3 separate regions of the Mus musculus genome follow, and regions 2 and 3 are each linked to region 1. A link is a contact called in public HiCAR-type and promoter capture Hi-C data. All regions are on one chromosome and are shown on one strand. Each heading gives the region's core, a stretch centred on a gene start, on an enhancer-like site or on the middle of the called end of the contact. The rest is flanking DNA. Distances are from core to core; before and after follow the strand shown. Region 1 holds the start of Rbm33 (RNA binding motif protein 33). Region 2 overlaps Lmbr1 (limb region 1). Region 3 overlaps Lmbr1 (limb region 1).

Region 1 (4,349 bases), core at 943-3,442:
TGTTACTTACTAAAAACAAAACAAAACAAAACAAAAACAAAAAAAATGTTTCTAGTTGTATCTCAGCCTTAGCACCTTTAATCCCTCCGCTGGAATACAGACATGCCCTTAGTACACACTTTTAATCCCAAACAAGGAAGGTAAAGTTAGTTTATAGAAGAAAGCACCAATGTTTGAAAGGGATGTCTAATTGAGTGGCAGACAATAAGTGAAAATAAGGAAGGGAGAGAGGGAGGAATGGAGGGATGGAGGGATGGAGGGAGGGAGGGAGGGAGGGAGGGAAAGGGAAAGAAGGAAAAAGAAAAGGAGGAAGGGGGCAGTTTTACTGGCGAGTTTTACAAAGACAGGTTGAAGGAGAGAACAAGCCAGAAAATGAGAAGAAGCCAGAAGATTAGAAAAGGTTGCTAGAGTTGGTGTGAGGCCAAACAGAGCAATCCAGGAGAAGCCATCCCAGAGAAGCCAGATCGATCAGCTTGAGAAGAGCTTGAGCCAAAACAGCTAAGTTGAACCAGCCAGGGTTCAGAAAGAACTAGAAAGGGTGAACTTACCCAACAGTAAGCCTCAGAGATGACCAACTACCAATAGGAGTGTAACCCCTTCAAGGCAGGAACAGTGTACTGCACATGGGCTGAAGAGGTCCAGCAGTTCCAGGACTGCAGAGCTGCTGAGCACCAAGGTGAATATTCAAAAGAACTTGCCTACTTTCCCAAGGAGTTTGGATTAAGTCTAAGCAATGGAAATGCTGACAAGATATTAAGATGGAAGAAAAATTCCAAACTTCCAAAAAGGCAATCTAGCCTTCTAAAATTACAACCCTCAAACTTTCTGGCTAAAAACTAATATACAGCCCTCAAGTTTTATTTGTGTGGATATTTATCAGTTTTTACTATTAAAGTTTTAAATGAGAAACTTAAAAGATCATAAAAGCGCATAGTCCCCAAGCCATCCATGTCAAGTCTTCACATGCCACACAGCCTCTGGAAAACCAAACCACACTAGTGAGAAAAAATGGAAAATGAAAATATCATCTTCATCTTTTAAAAACAGCTTTGACCCAAGGGCTCCCATAACACTGAGACTCACATATAAAACCTTAAGTTTTTACCTTCTCTAATCAGGTAGAGTAGACAAAATGTATTTTAAGCATTTAACTAGAAAGCCTCGAATCTGCATGTTAAAAAAAAAAAAATCATCTATGTAAGCTGGCAGTGACATATACCATACCACATCCTGCCAGAAATGGCATTCTGGATGTAGTCTCTGCCGTTTGGGTTTTTTGTTTTGAGGTCAGAACTCCTAAGCAGGGTTGTTTAACATGCCCACCCCAACCCCCAATCTGTAAGTAAGCATCACTAACACCTCTGGAATATGTAGAATAGTTCAAGTGTCTATAGCCAGAACTAGCTGGCAAATGCTTTTGTTGTCCACATTTTACCGTGAGGGTCTTTTATCCAAGTCCTGAAACGTCATTTTTTTTATTGTTCCACATCTTTAAAAAAAAAAAAAAAAAAAAAAACCCTCGTTCAACAAAACGTGGTTTTACTTATAACTGGCTAGTCTTTCCATATCGTTTACGATTGCGAAATGAAAATACTCAAACAACTGGTTCAGTAACCAACCCTTTGTACACGGTCTTCATCCCTTTCAAGCATACTGCCAAACACAAGTTTTCCTTAGATGATAATAGGTTTATTTAAAGCACCCTAATAAACCGCAAAATTCTTTTTACACTGAGTAGGCTGCTTGCCGCTGCCCAGGGCGCATCTTCCAAGAAGACTGGAAGTCGCCAGGGCCCCCCGACCCCGTCGCGGGGCCGCCGCCGACCTCGCGTCGCCGCCTCGGGCCTAACGCTCCGCGCTCCCGGCCTGAACGGCGGCGGCAAGCCCGGGGCGGCTCCGTCTGTGGCGGGGCAGCACGAAGGCCCTACATAAAGGGTGCCCGGTCTACGGCCCCCGCCGCGGCCCACGTACCTCCAGCGCCTGCTCCTCCGCCTGCGCCCAGGGCGGCCGCCATGGTGGTCCCCGGGCCCGGCCTTCAGCCGTCCCCCGAGCTCCTGGCAGGCCGACGGCTCTGGTGCGGGCCGGGGAGGCGGGGGAGCGGCGAGGGCCGGCGCCCGCGAGCGAGCAGAGGCGAGGCCCGCGCGTCGCGGTCCGCAGCGGACCCTCGCCTCCGCAGGAAGAAAACAACACTACGGCAACATGGCCGCGCCGCGGTGCACGCCGGGAGCAAGGCGGGCGGAAGAGCCAGGCGGCGGCGGGCGGACGCCTAAGGTCCCGGGTGCCTGAACGCCAGCGAGTGCCCGGCGGCGCGCGCTAGAAAGAGCAGCGCACAGACACAGTTTCGGCCGGGCTGGAAGGCCGAGGCTTCAGGCGGGAGGAGTGTGGACGGCCACACGCCGTAAAGTCGACATAAATCGCCTTGCAGCAGTAGGCGCGGCTGCGCTTTACGACGGCTGAGCCGCCGTGGCAAGTGGAGCCGAAGCGCGGCCGGAGACGCTAACGGCCGAGTCTGGCTACCGCGCCCCCAAGCTTGAGGCGCGCGAACGCTACATCGACGCACGCGCACTCGCGTTCGCGCGAGCTGGCGGAAAGCCTCGCGCGTAGGGTCTTAGGAAAGGAGAGGAGGTGTGTGGCGGTGGCACTAGGTACCACGACCTCAAAGACGGACTCCAGAGCATCCTAAAGCAAGTCCCCAAGCCTGCGGCTTTGAGGACGAGGTTTCGGGCAAAAGCGAGCTGGGAAGGCGGAGGAGCCCCGCAGGTGGGCCCTTGGAGAGGCCCGGCATGGAGGCTGGTCGCCGCTCAGTGAGAATTCCAGACGCGGGCATCCACATTCCCGGAAAGTCTTAGGGAGCTAAAAGAATGTCTGCTGTGAAATTCAACTTTTAGGTGATTGAAATTTTTCCTCATAAAAAAAAAAAAAAATCCCTAAAATCCCTGCTTTATAATGTTCATTTAAGAAACAGAAGGAAAAAAAATTCCTTTTTTAAAAAATCGTCATGAAGTCATTGCCCAATAAAAGTAAGCCTGGCATGGAGCCTCACTGACTAACTAGATTTCTGTCAGAAAGCACATTAATTCATATCTAAACTGCTTGAACCCCTTGTCACCTTTTCCTAATTTTTACACTGTTCAGGATGGACTACCCAACTGAGAATATTTTCAAGATAATATCAGTGCTGGTCTTGAGAAAGACCTCTCAAAAATAGGTACAATGATAAAATTACTTCATAATACTTTATAACGTATTACACATGAAAAAAGACGTGCATCTCAATTATAGCAAATGAAGATTAAATTGCTCAAAGGCCACTGAATATCCACTTCGAATGAGTCAGGATTTCAACTCTATGTCTGCCTTGACTCAAATCTCATGTTCTAACATAGCTATGACCTTAAGAAAGTAGTTTTCTTAATTTCACCTAAAACTGAAATTCTCCAGGACAGGAAACTCTAAACATTCTGTACTGAAACATTCACTAGAAAAACATTTAACCTGTATGTAGGAACACCTAGTATTTAGAGATGTGATCACTTGCTGTGAGTACAGATTTAATCACCCCCTTTTCCTTATCACTACATACCACTTCAGTCAGCTCTCTAACTTCCTCTAGAAACCTGTTAAAGGCTCAGTGTCAACCAGGAAACCAAACTGCAACGCTTGTGGTGAAAATGGTTTCAGAGCACGGCTCAGCCCTTAAATACCTCACAGGAACCTCGCCCTCTGTGCTTTCCTAATTGAGGTTACTATCTAAACGTGAGGGTTTAAGAATGAACTCTCAGCCCGGCGTGGTGGCACACGCCTTTAATCCCAGCACTCGGGAGGCAGAGGCAGGCAGATTTCTGAGTTCAAGGCCAGCCTGGTCTACAAAGTGATTTCCAGGACAGCCAGGGCTATACAGAGAAACCCTGTCTCGAAAAAAAAGGAACTCTCAGAGCTATTAGATACACTGGCTTCTATAGGTCAGTAGCTTTTAAGCCAAGGAGGCACCTTCCCCTCAGTGAGTACCTAGGTGGCCTTGGAGACACACTGTGCCTTCATTGACACCTAACACCCAAATCTTGGCTTTTGAATCCTATATTCCAAAAGAATAGTTTCTATTTGAAACACTTCACCTGAGTTAACTAACACTTCAATTATGAGTGAATAAAAATCTTGTGTACCTACAGAATGAAGTAGGAGAACAATGTCTTTTGTGGAGATCAAAGACGTCTACCTAACACCCAGTGTAGTCACTGACCAGCTATAATAAAGACTTTCTATTGGCTTAAATAAATAAACAAACAAATAAATAAAATGGAATAGTGACTGAAAGCACAAAAAGTAAAGCAAGTTAGAAGCACAGGCAGT
Region 2 (4,349 bases), core at 1,297-3,796, 990 kb before region 1:
GTGTGTGCTTGATGTCCACAGAGGAGAGACATTAGCTCCGTTTGAGCTACAACTACAGGAGAGTAATTATGAGCCACTGTATAGCAGATGAGAACCAGATCCCGATGCTGGACAAGGGCAGCAAGTGTTTTTAAGCCGCTGTTCCCATTCGGCACACCTGCTCATCCTGTGTTACCCTTGTTGAACTTGTCCCTGCCTGGAGCCTGTGTTCCCTTTCCCAGCTTGGAGTCCAAGCCCACACAGTGCTGTCTCTGACTGGAAGTAGTCCCTCTCTCTCTTATCTGCCAGATTCCTGGTTTTGGCTGATTCCTCAGGGTCTCCTAGTGCTCCTCAGGGACTTTATTTACTTGTAACTGCTAGGGTCTCCCTCAGTAGGGTTACATTGTGATTGTTTGTTGATGTGCTTTTGACACAAGTACTTGGGACACTAAGTTTATGAGAAGGCCCAGGAGTGCTCTATACATCCCCATGTCTTTAGTAGTTGGTTTAAAGGAGGTAAACAAGCTGATGCCATCATTAAATATGGTTAAGTAAAACAACTTAATTCTGTAGCAAGCATTGTGTATCATTAAGTGTATAGTTCTCAAGAAAGCAACAAAAATCTCTAGGAATTTGAGCAACAACAACAGAGAAAGAACAAAGCCCACAACCTCCTCAGGGGAAAGAGATGATGGAAGTCCACTGAGCATGGAGGAGGCGGCAGAATGCATTCTTGTGAGAAGTCCTCAGCCACACGGAAAATAGATGTAAAGTGAAGGTGTGCCTCAGGACGCCTTTCAGACCCAGTTCTGACAGAAAGACATCTCCCTGGGAGTTTATCCCTCCACTTGTATCTCCCAAGAATTTGGAGTTTAGTATTCTATCAGTGTTATTAGAAAACTCTAAGTCAAGGAACTAGTATAAAAGTTACTGAAAAGTATTAAAATATTATCTAACATATAAACTAACTGAACATATAATACTACAGTGGCTTATATAATGTATATTTAAGGCAGATTTTGGGTGTTTCTTTGATATAATGTAAAATTCATACTGTTCAGTACAGTTAACTTGGTCCTACTTGTGCTGTCTACTGTCCCTTAAATCAATTGTGGTTGAAAACTCAGGACATGACAATAAGCAGACAGAGCGTTCTTTCTGACTTTTCTGTATCTGTATTGTTAGCTTCTTTCTTGGTAATTTGATAGTTGACTTAGCTCTAAAAATGCTGTTTTCCTTTCAAAGCAGGTGTGTATTCTATTTCAGTTATTTACTTTTTCCATGAGTTCTGTAAGGATCTAATATTTATATCTATTTTAGCTAATTTTGTAGAGTGATTTAAAGAGCAAATTATAGTTTTTATTTATATTACTGTCCAGTTTTCCTATAAACATTTATACGTCACTCCTGACTTTTATTTCTTAATGTTAAATTCTTATTCATATTAAGACATATTTTGAGGCTCTTGGCTCATAAGCTTAGAACATTAGGAATCATCACTAACTCTTTTTTCTTTTCTTTTCTTTTTTTTTTTTTCTTTTAGTCTATGATTTCCTGGCATTTTTCCACAAACTCATTCCCATCTACTTTTTGTCTCTCCGGGCTGTTATATTTTTTCCAGGCATAATGAGATAGATGCAGTTCAGACTACTGACTGCTCATACAGATGCTGCATTCAGGGCTGAAAAAGGGTAGAGTAATTGGTTCTATGCTGTGTATTTTCTCCCCTTTAGTGTGTGTGTGTGTGTGTGTGTGTGTGTGTGTGTGTGTGTGTGTGTGTTATCATCCCAAAGCTGCACCTCTGGTTCCTTTTTATCTCTTGCTTGGAGTACTATTGGTCTTTATCTGGGACATGACAGCCATAATTCCATGCTAACTTTTGTGTTCTGTCCTTGTTTCTGACTCAGAAAAGATTCATGTCCTCTATTTGAATCTGCTCAGATTTCTCCTCCAAAGATGGGTATAGGGTTTTTTCCATCTCTTTCCCTTTTTTACTGCTTTGGCATCTCATGACCTTACTACTCTCTTTAAGGAAAGGGTTTTTAATCTACTCATAACTGCTGAGACTCCAAAATGACACACTATAGAGCAAGTTCTTCCTGAGTGCACCTGGGCTTCAGAGCCTTCAGGTTCACTTCCCTTGTGCTGTTTGGCTTCCTTGGACACACTCACAAAGCAAATGGTTTTAGATAGTTCTCTTGTACATATTGACAAATGTCTTGTTTCCGTTAATATTTTATTTTTTAGGCAATATTCTCAAACACACAATTCTGCTTCAGCATTTTAGGTGCTAGGATTACAGGCCTCTGGTACATCTGAGAACATTTTAATTTAAATGCTTTATAGAAAGTCAGTTAAATTATGTTTCATGTCATTCATTGTATTTGTGTTACTGTACGTTGGTTAGTAGTGTGAGAATATATCATTTGTCTTCCCCACTGTGGAAGTTTGAACAAGAATGACCTCCTTAGGCTCATATAGTTGAATGCTTAGTCATCAGGGAGTGGCAATACTTAAGAAAGATTAGGAAGGGTGGCCTTGTTGGGTCGATGTGTCCTTGTTGGAGGAAGTGTGTCATTAGGGTGGCTTTGAGGTTTCAGATGCTCAGGGTTAGGGCAAGATAGTCTGTACAGAGAAGCAAGCCCTGATCCCATTAGATCCACCAACACCAGAGCTAAGAGATAGTAAAGAGAGTAAACCGCTAATCAGAACTTAATATTGAGTTTTTTCCCTTACTCCAGCCAGAACAAATATGATTAAGAGAAAAAACCAAAACAAAACAAGTACTGTTGAGAATGAGAGGAAAGGGGAACGCTTATATAATACTGATGAGAATTTAGTTAGGCTAGCCACTCTGAACATTAGTATACATTTTCCTCAAAATGATCTATCAAACTATTATATGATCTAACAACAATTCTCCTGGAACCCAAAGGCTCTAGGTTGCTGAGACACTTCATTTTCATTGTAGATTTGATGATTCTCCAGGACTGTGGAAATGCACCTTTAGGTGTATCTTTTGAGGATGTTTGCAGAAAGGTTTAACTGAAAAGGAAAACTGCCTTATATGGGAACGGGAAGATTAGTGGGAAGGGCTGCAGAAGAAAGGTAATGAAAATGTCTTGGTGAAGTCCATAGCTACATACAATGAATATACACCAAGAAAACTGAAAGCCAACAGGATAAGTGTTTATAAATACATAGATAAATAAAACAAGCATTTGAGAAAATCCACCTAGCAAGCTTTATATCACCTTCACGCATGGTAGAGCAGTGGTTCTCAACTTGTGGGTCATGGCCTGAGGATTAGATGACCCTTTCACAGGGGTTGCCTAAAACCTTTGGAAAACACAGATATTTTCTTTTTTTTTTAACATTTTTAAAAAATAATTTATTTTTTGAGATTATGATATAGTTACATTATTTCTCCCTTCCTGATTCTTCTTCCAAACCCTCCCATATACCCCTCCTTGCCCTGTTTCAACTTCATAGCCTCCTTTATATTAAGTGTTGTTGCATACATACATACATACATACATACGCGTGCGCACACACACACACACACAAACACACACTGCTAAATGCATAAATATAACCTGCATAGTCTATATACTGTTACTTTTCAGTATGTTTTCAAGGCTGACCAGTTGGTATTTGCTAATTTTTTTTTAATTAGGTATTTTCCTCGTTTACATTTTCAATGCTATCCCAAAGGTCCCCCATACCCACCCCCCCCCAATCCCCTGCCCACCCACTCCCCCTTTTTGGCTCTGGCGTTCCCCTGTACTGGGGCATATAAAGTTTGCAAGTCCAATGGGCCTCTCTTTGCAGTGATGGCCGACTAGGCTATCTTTTGATACATATGCAGCTCGAGACAAGAGCTCCGGGGTACTGGTTAGTTCATATTGTTGTTCCACCTATAGGGTTGCAGTTCCCATTAGCTCCTTGGGTAATTCATTATGATTCAGAACACTGGCAAAATTATAGTTATGAAGTAGTAACAAATAATTTTATGGTTGGGGTCACCATAAAACTAGGAAGTGTATTAAAGAGTCATAGCATTAGGAAGTTTGAGAAACACTGTGTTAGAGTAATCTGAAAGGAGAGAACTACAATTGAGAAAATGCCTTCATAAAATCATGCTATAGGGGAATATCTTAATTACTGATTGTTAGGGGAGGGCCCAGCCTATTGTGGGTAGTAGCATCTCTGGGCTGGTGGTCCTGGGTTGTATAAGAAAGCAAGTTGTGGTGGTTTGAATATGCTTGGCTCAGGGAGTGGCACTATTAGGAGGTGTGGCCTTGTTGGAGGACATTTATCATTGTGGGCATGGACTTTGAGACTCCTTTGCTAGTTGTCTGGAAGCCAGT
Region 3 (4,349 bases), core at 1,351-3,850, 940 kb before region 1:
TGGAGGCCTTGCTTCTGCAGTCCTGGCTTTGCCTTTTTCTTTTATTGTAGTCCCAGATCAGGAGGCTGCTCCTGTGACTGAGCTGACTCTCACTGCACTGTAATGTAGCAGAAGAGCAGGGTGTATTCTGTGCCATCCCCTCAGTGCACACTACAGTGACTTGTACTTCTAGGCTCTCTGTATGCTTGTCTAAATGTGTGAGCACCTCTTTATCTTCCTGTCATTGCTTTTGATACAGTGAATATTCCAGAACATTTTTTTTTCCATCTTGCCAGTATCCCTTTGTAGGGAGGAAAGTAGGATCTTTTCCTTACCCAGCACAGGGTTCATGATGGAGGTCCTAGTAGCAAAAGACAGATTAATGAGAGAAAAGTGGATGAAATTATTTAATATAAAATTTATGGAAGCTTAGCTTCCATTTGTTGGGAAGAGTGGTGGGCATGCTGGGTCATGATGGTGTGGTTGGTGCACTGCTCTTGAACTCTATGCTCCACTGCTTCTGGATCCTGCCTATAGAGAGAGGGAGTCTCAGCCCCTTAAAAAGGGTGCTAATTTGGGATTAAATTAAGTTGAATTGGAACCTGAGCACTTACCCCTGGGTAAGTCTCATGTGCTCACTCTGCTCACGTCTGGAACTACTGCCATGGGTTAGTCTTTCTCCTTTATGTCCAGATCAGAGTGTGCATATAATGTGTGTGATATTAGCTATTCTCTTCTATTTTGTTTGCTGACGATGTTTTGCTTTATCTCTGCTGTTGTAATTTAAGACAACTAGGGGAATGGTGATGTGTATTTAGAGATTATCCTTTCATCTCTAGCAGTAAGCTTTGAAAATGTTGTTCCTACTTTAGTGGACTGATGTTTGCTGTCAGTTATCAGTATCTGAACGTTATTTGTTCTATTTTGCCTAAGTAAAGGTAGGTCTCGAGATTAGATAATATTTATTAAAATGTATGTATTACTTTCTGTTTTGTTAAAATTACTTTTTTTTTTAAAAAATAAGTGCTATTAGTCACATTTTTGTAACTGAATTATCAAGGAAAATTTGGGAAAAGGAAATTGGATATATTGCTTTATTTGTAAACATAGCTTAAATTGGCAAGGTTTATAGTATAATTTTTATATGTGCTTCTGCATTAATTATATATTATTCTATTAAAAAAAAAAAACAACCAAAAACCTCCCCAGTGAGCAGTACCTTACCTGGGCAGCATAGTAGAACTAGCTAGGTAGTTGGGACACAGGTGAGCTGTCCCTCGGGGTATGATCTTGGGAGAGCTAGCCCTGCCCCTAGCTCTGCAGCATGTGAGAGCTGGCCTGGAGGGCATGAGAGCTTGAGAGCAAGTGAGCTGGCCCTGTCCCCTTGCCAGTTGCAGAACTCAAGAAAGTGGGCCTTGCCCCTTGCTTCGGCAGTACTGGAGAGCTGTAAACTGACCAACTTAGCTACCACCCAGGCCCCGATCCAGGGCTTTGAGTTAGCCTACCCCAATATCTACTTTGTCTATGAACTGTTGGAACACACGAAGGGGCCAGTATTGCAGATCCTAAGCTGCAGGATCTCCATGACACAGGGCAACAGCAAGATATCTGAGAGGAGTCCCAGTAAGGATCCAGTATTGAAAGTATAGCAGAAGCCAGAGACCTCAAACTAGACCAATGCCTCATTGCAACAAACATTTGCATGAAAAGCTCTTTGGGCAAAAGGGTATACTGTGTGACATACCATAGCACACCTCAGCTTCCATAGTGAGATTTTTTTTCCCCCTTTTCTGTGGGAGGTTTGGGGAAATGAGAGGGATAGTGAGGCATGCTGGAAAATTTACAAATAATCAGTAAAAAGTTAAAAAAAAAAAAAAAGAAAGAAAACTCCCCAGAAAATTCAATGTATTTTTCTCAGATAGCAGATCATCCCATTTTATAGCAGTCATAATGATATCATTTTGGCAAATGTCTTAAAAGTACATTTGAGGCAAACCAGGTTATATTTGAACCTGCTAAAATTAATAGTCTTTGGAGGATTCATACTATCTTAAGGTGTTAAATGTGTAATGGCATCACTGAATTCTGAGGCGTGTTTTCCTTGCAGGGCCCCGGCATAGGAAGTGCCTCTCTTTCCACTTTTGGCTTTGTGGGAGCTGCACTTGAAATCATTCTGATTTTGTATCCTTTCTTCAACTGAATGTTATGTCTGTTAACAAGTTTTCTGTCTAGTTTCTGGGACAATAGTAATTTACTAAAACACTTGTTTGGAAAGAAAAACAACGCAGTCCTCTGCAAGCCTCGGTGGCTGTTTGTTTTGGTTTGCTTTTCCTATGGGCTTTAGACTTTGGGAAGTGTGCATTCTCTTGGAGAGTTTTTCCTTCATTCTCACAGCTATCTCATGGTGTCTTCTGTTGTTGGTTTCTATAGCCTCAGATTTTTTGGAAACTTTACACCCAAGAAGGATGACACAACTATGACAAAGGTAAGGTAAAGTCTTAGATGCCATGGCTTTTCTTTTGCTTCCAAGATAAACAAGTGCTTTAGTCAGTAAGCACCCTGAATAGCTCATCTTGGCTGAGAGGTATTTGTAAGTAGCGGACACACAAAGGAAGGTTTTCAGAATGCTGAGTGAGTGGGAGAGGATGTGCTCTGTGTAAATTGGACTGCATCCATTCACTTGTAAATGCATAGAACCACGCACTTGGTAACTAGTTGTGGAAGTCTCCTGAAAGAAAGAACCCTTGTTTTTCTTAAAGAAAACATATTGCTAATGAGTAACTTGGGCTGTGTTAACTGTACTTCAGGAGCTTGTTTGAAATCTGAAGAGCTTAGTTGCTACAAGTGGCAGAGAAAAAGTATTTCAATTCTGAATAATTAAAGTGAGAAGGAATAGCTCTGTTCAGAGACAGTGTGGTGTGAGGCTAATTTGATACAGTGTTGTCACTGGCACCATAGCAATAAAGCCTGTTATATTACATAATAAATGGATCTTTGTAAAATAATTTCACAGGCTGCCTAAGGGGAATGGCTAAAAGCTGCTGGTCTTTCCCATTTTTATTATATAAGTCTATATTTACATCCCACAAGTGTGTGGGTACACACACACAATGAACCCCATTGATAATATATATTACATATATTGAAATTTATGTACCCATCCACCCAGATGTATCATACTAAAGGTTTCTTTCGTTTTGTTTTGTTTTGTTTTTCGAGACAGGGTTTCTCTGTGTAGTTCTGGCTGTCCTGGAACTCACTCTGTAGACCAGGCTGGCCTCGAACTCAGAGATCCACCTGCCTCTGCCTCCCAAGTGCTGGGATTAAAGGCGTGCGCCACCACCGCCTGGCATACTAAAGGTTTCTTAAAGTCAGCTAAGTAGCCAGTGTCCAGTTGAGGTGGTTATAAATACTAATCGATGTTTTCAGTGCCTCTTATTGGAGGAGAATCAGTAACTAGAAGATACATTGCAAATGAATTACTAGATTTAGATGTTTTTGTTTCTAGTGTTTTCAAATCCCAGAATTGATGCTTATAATGGTTATATAGGCCAGAGTAGATGTTATATAAGAACTTGACAGCAATTAGCCTTTAAGATTTAGTCAGAAGTCCAAAGGTATTCTCTTGTTAATTTCATAGGCAAAGCTTTCAAATTACTAACTACATTAAAATAATATAAAATGTATATGATTTATATAGTCTATGACTATATGCTTGCACCTATACTCTGTGTTTTGTGGAATTCATAAATATAATTTTAAAGGGAAAGGCTTATTATGTTTAAATTCTACTCTGATAGTGTTGTTAAGAAGTTGCCGGGTGCTCCGGGTATCTGCTCTGCACTGCCCTCCCAAGAGTGCTTGAGGGGTTCTTTGCCTCCTGCTGTCTCCTTGCAAGCCATCCTTTCTTTCCACAGATCATTGGGAATTGTGTGTCAATCTTAGTCTTGAGCTCTGCTTTGCCTGTGATGTCCAGAACACTGGGTAAGTTTGACTAAGAAATGCTCAGTAAAGTCCATGGTTTTATAGATAACTTTTTAAAATCTCTTTAACTTTTTTGCTTTGTAAATTCTTTTTTTTAATTACCTTTAAAATATAATATTATATTATTCTATAGTTCAATTGTGTATAGGGGCATACCAAAGCAAACAAAGACCTTTTTTTTAAGCACTTAAACATTCCTTTCCCAAACAATAGACTTTTTTTTTCTTACTTCATTCATAAGTTGGGCTTTTGAATCTTCTAGTGAGGAAACTGTGACTTTAAAAAAACACTTCAGTGCCTAGAAAATATTAAAAAAAGATCCATGTATGAATATATTTCCAAATGTATAGTGTAATGTGTGCTTTTAAAAAATAGAAACTTGTAAA

Evidence for each region. Promoter capture Hi-C pulls out the DNA fragments that hold promoters and counts their contacts. HiCAR-type assays count read pairs that join an accessible place to other places.
Region 2: a contact with region 1 is called in a promoter capture Hi-C map of the SN4741 cell line, with 6 times the contacts expected there. The contact joins the enhancer-like site here to the promoter of Rbm33 in region 1. A contact is called at or near these places in 11 of 39 promoter capture datasets (the 3T3-L1 cell line, the HPC-7 cell line, the SN4741 cell line and 7 more).
Region 3: a HiCAR-type map of astrocytes shows a contact between it and region 1, with 4 times the contacts expected there. The contact joins the enhancer-like site here to the promoter of Rbm33 in region 1. A contact is called at or near these places in 9 of 39 promoter capture datasets (the 3T3-L1 cell line, 3T3-L1-derived adipocytes, cranial neural crest and 5 more) and 1 of 115 datasets of contacts at active chromatin or transcription factors (astrocytes).

The regions. Positions count from the first base shown.
Region 1 is chr5:28,315,032-28,319,380 of GRCm38.p6, reverse strand. Rbm33 (RNA binding motif protein 33) reads right to left here and starts at 2,192. Exons shown (of 19, transcript NM_028234.1): 1 at 1,971-2,192. The coding sequence starts at 2,013. Gm35602 (a long non-coding RNA gene) reads left to right here and starts at 2,294. Exons shown (of 5, transcript XR_003955879.1): 1 at 2,294-2,887.
Region 2 is chr5:29,307,573-29,311,921 of GRCm38.p6, reverse strand. All of the region lies in intron 5 of Lmbr1 (limb region 1), which reads left to right. Among named protein-coding and RNA genes, the nearest start is that of Gm42244, 36 kb to the right of the region's middle. Within about 2 kb of position 2,546, at least 13 of the 459 cell types and tissues checked have an H3K27ac peak or open chromatin away from gene starts, as enhancers often do. A contact at or near this core is called in the SN4741 cell line, where this site is marked.
Region 3 is chr5:29,252,357-29,256,705 of GRCm38.p6, reverse strand. Lmbr1 (limb region 1) reads left to right here. Exons shown (of 17, transcript NM_020295.3): 13 at 2,087-2,160; 14 at 2,374-2,464; 15 at 3,897-3,963. Among named protein-coding and RNA genes, the nearest start is that of Gm42244, 20 kb to the left of the region's middle. Within about 2 kb of position 2,600, at least 18 of the 459 cell types and tissues checked have an H3K27ac peak or open chromatin away from gene starts, as enhancers often do. A contact at or near this core is called in astrocytes, where this site is marked.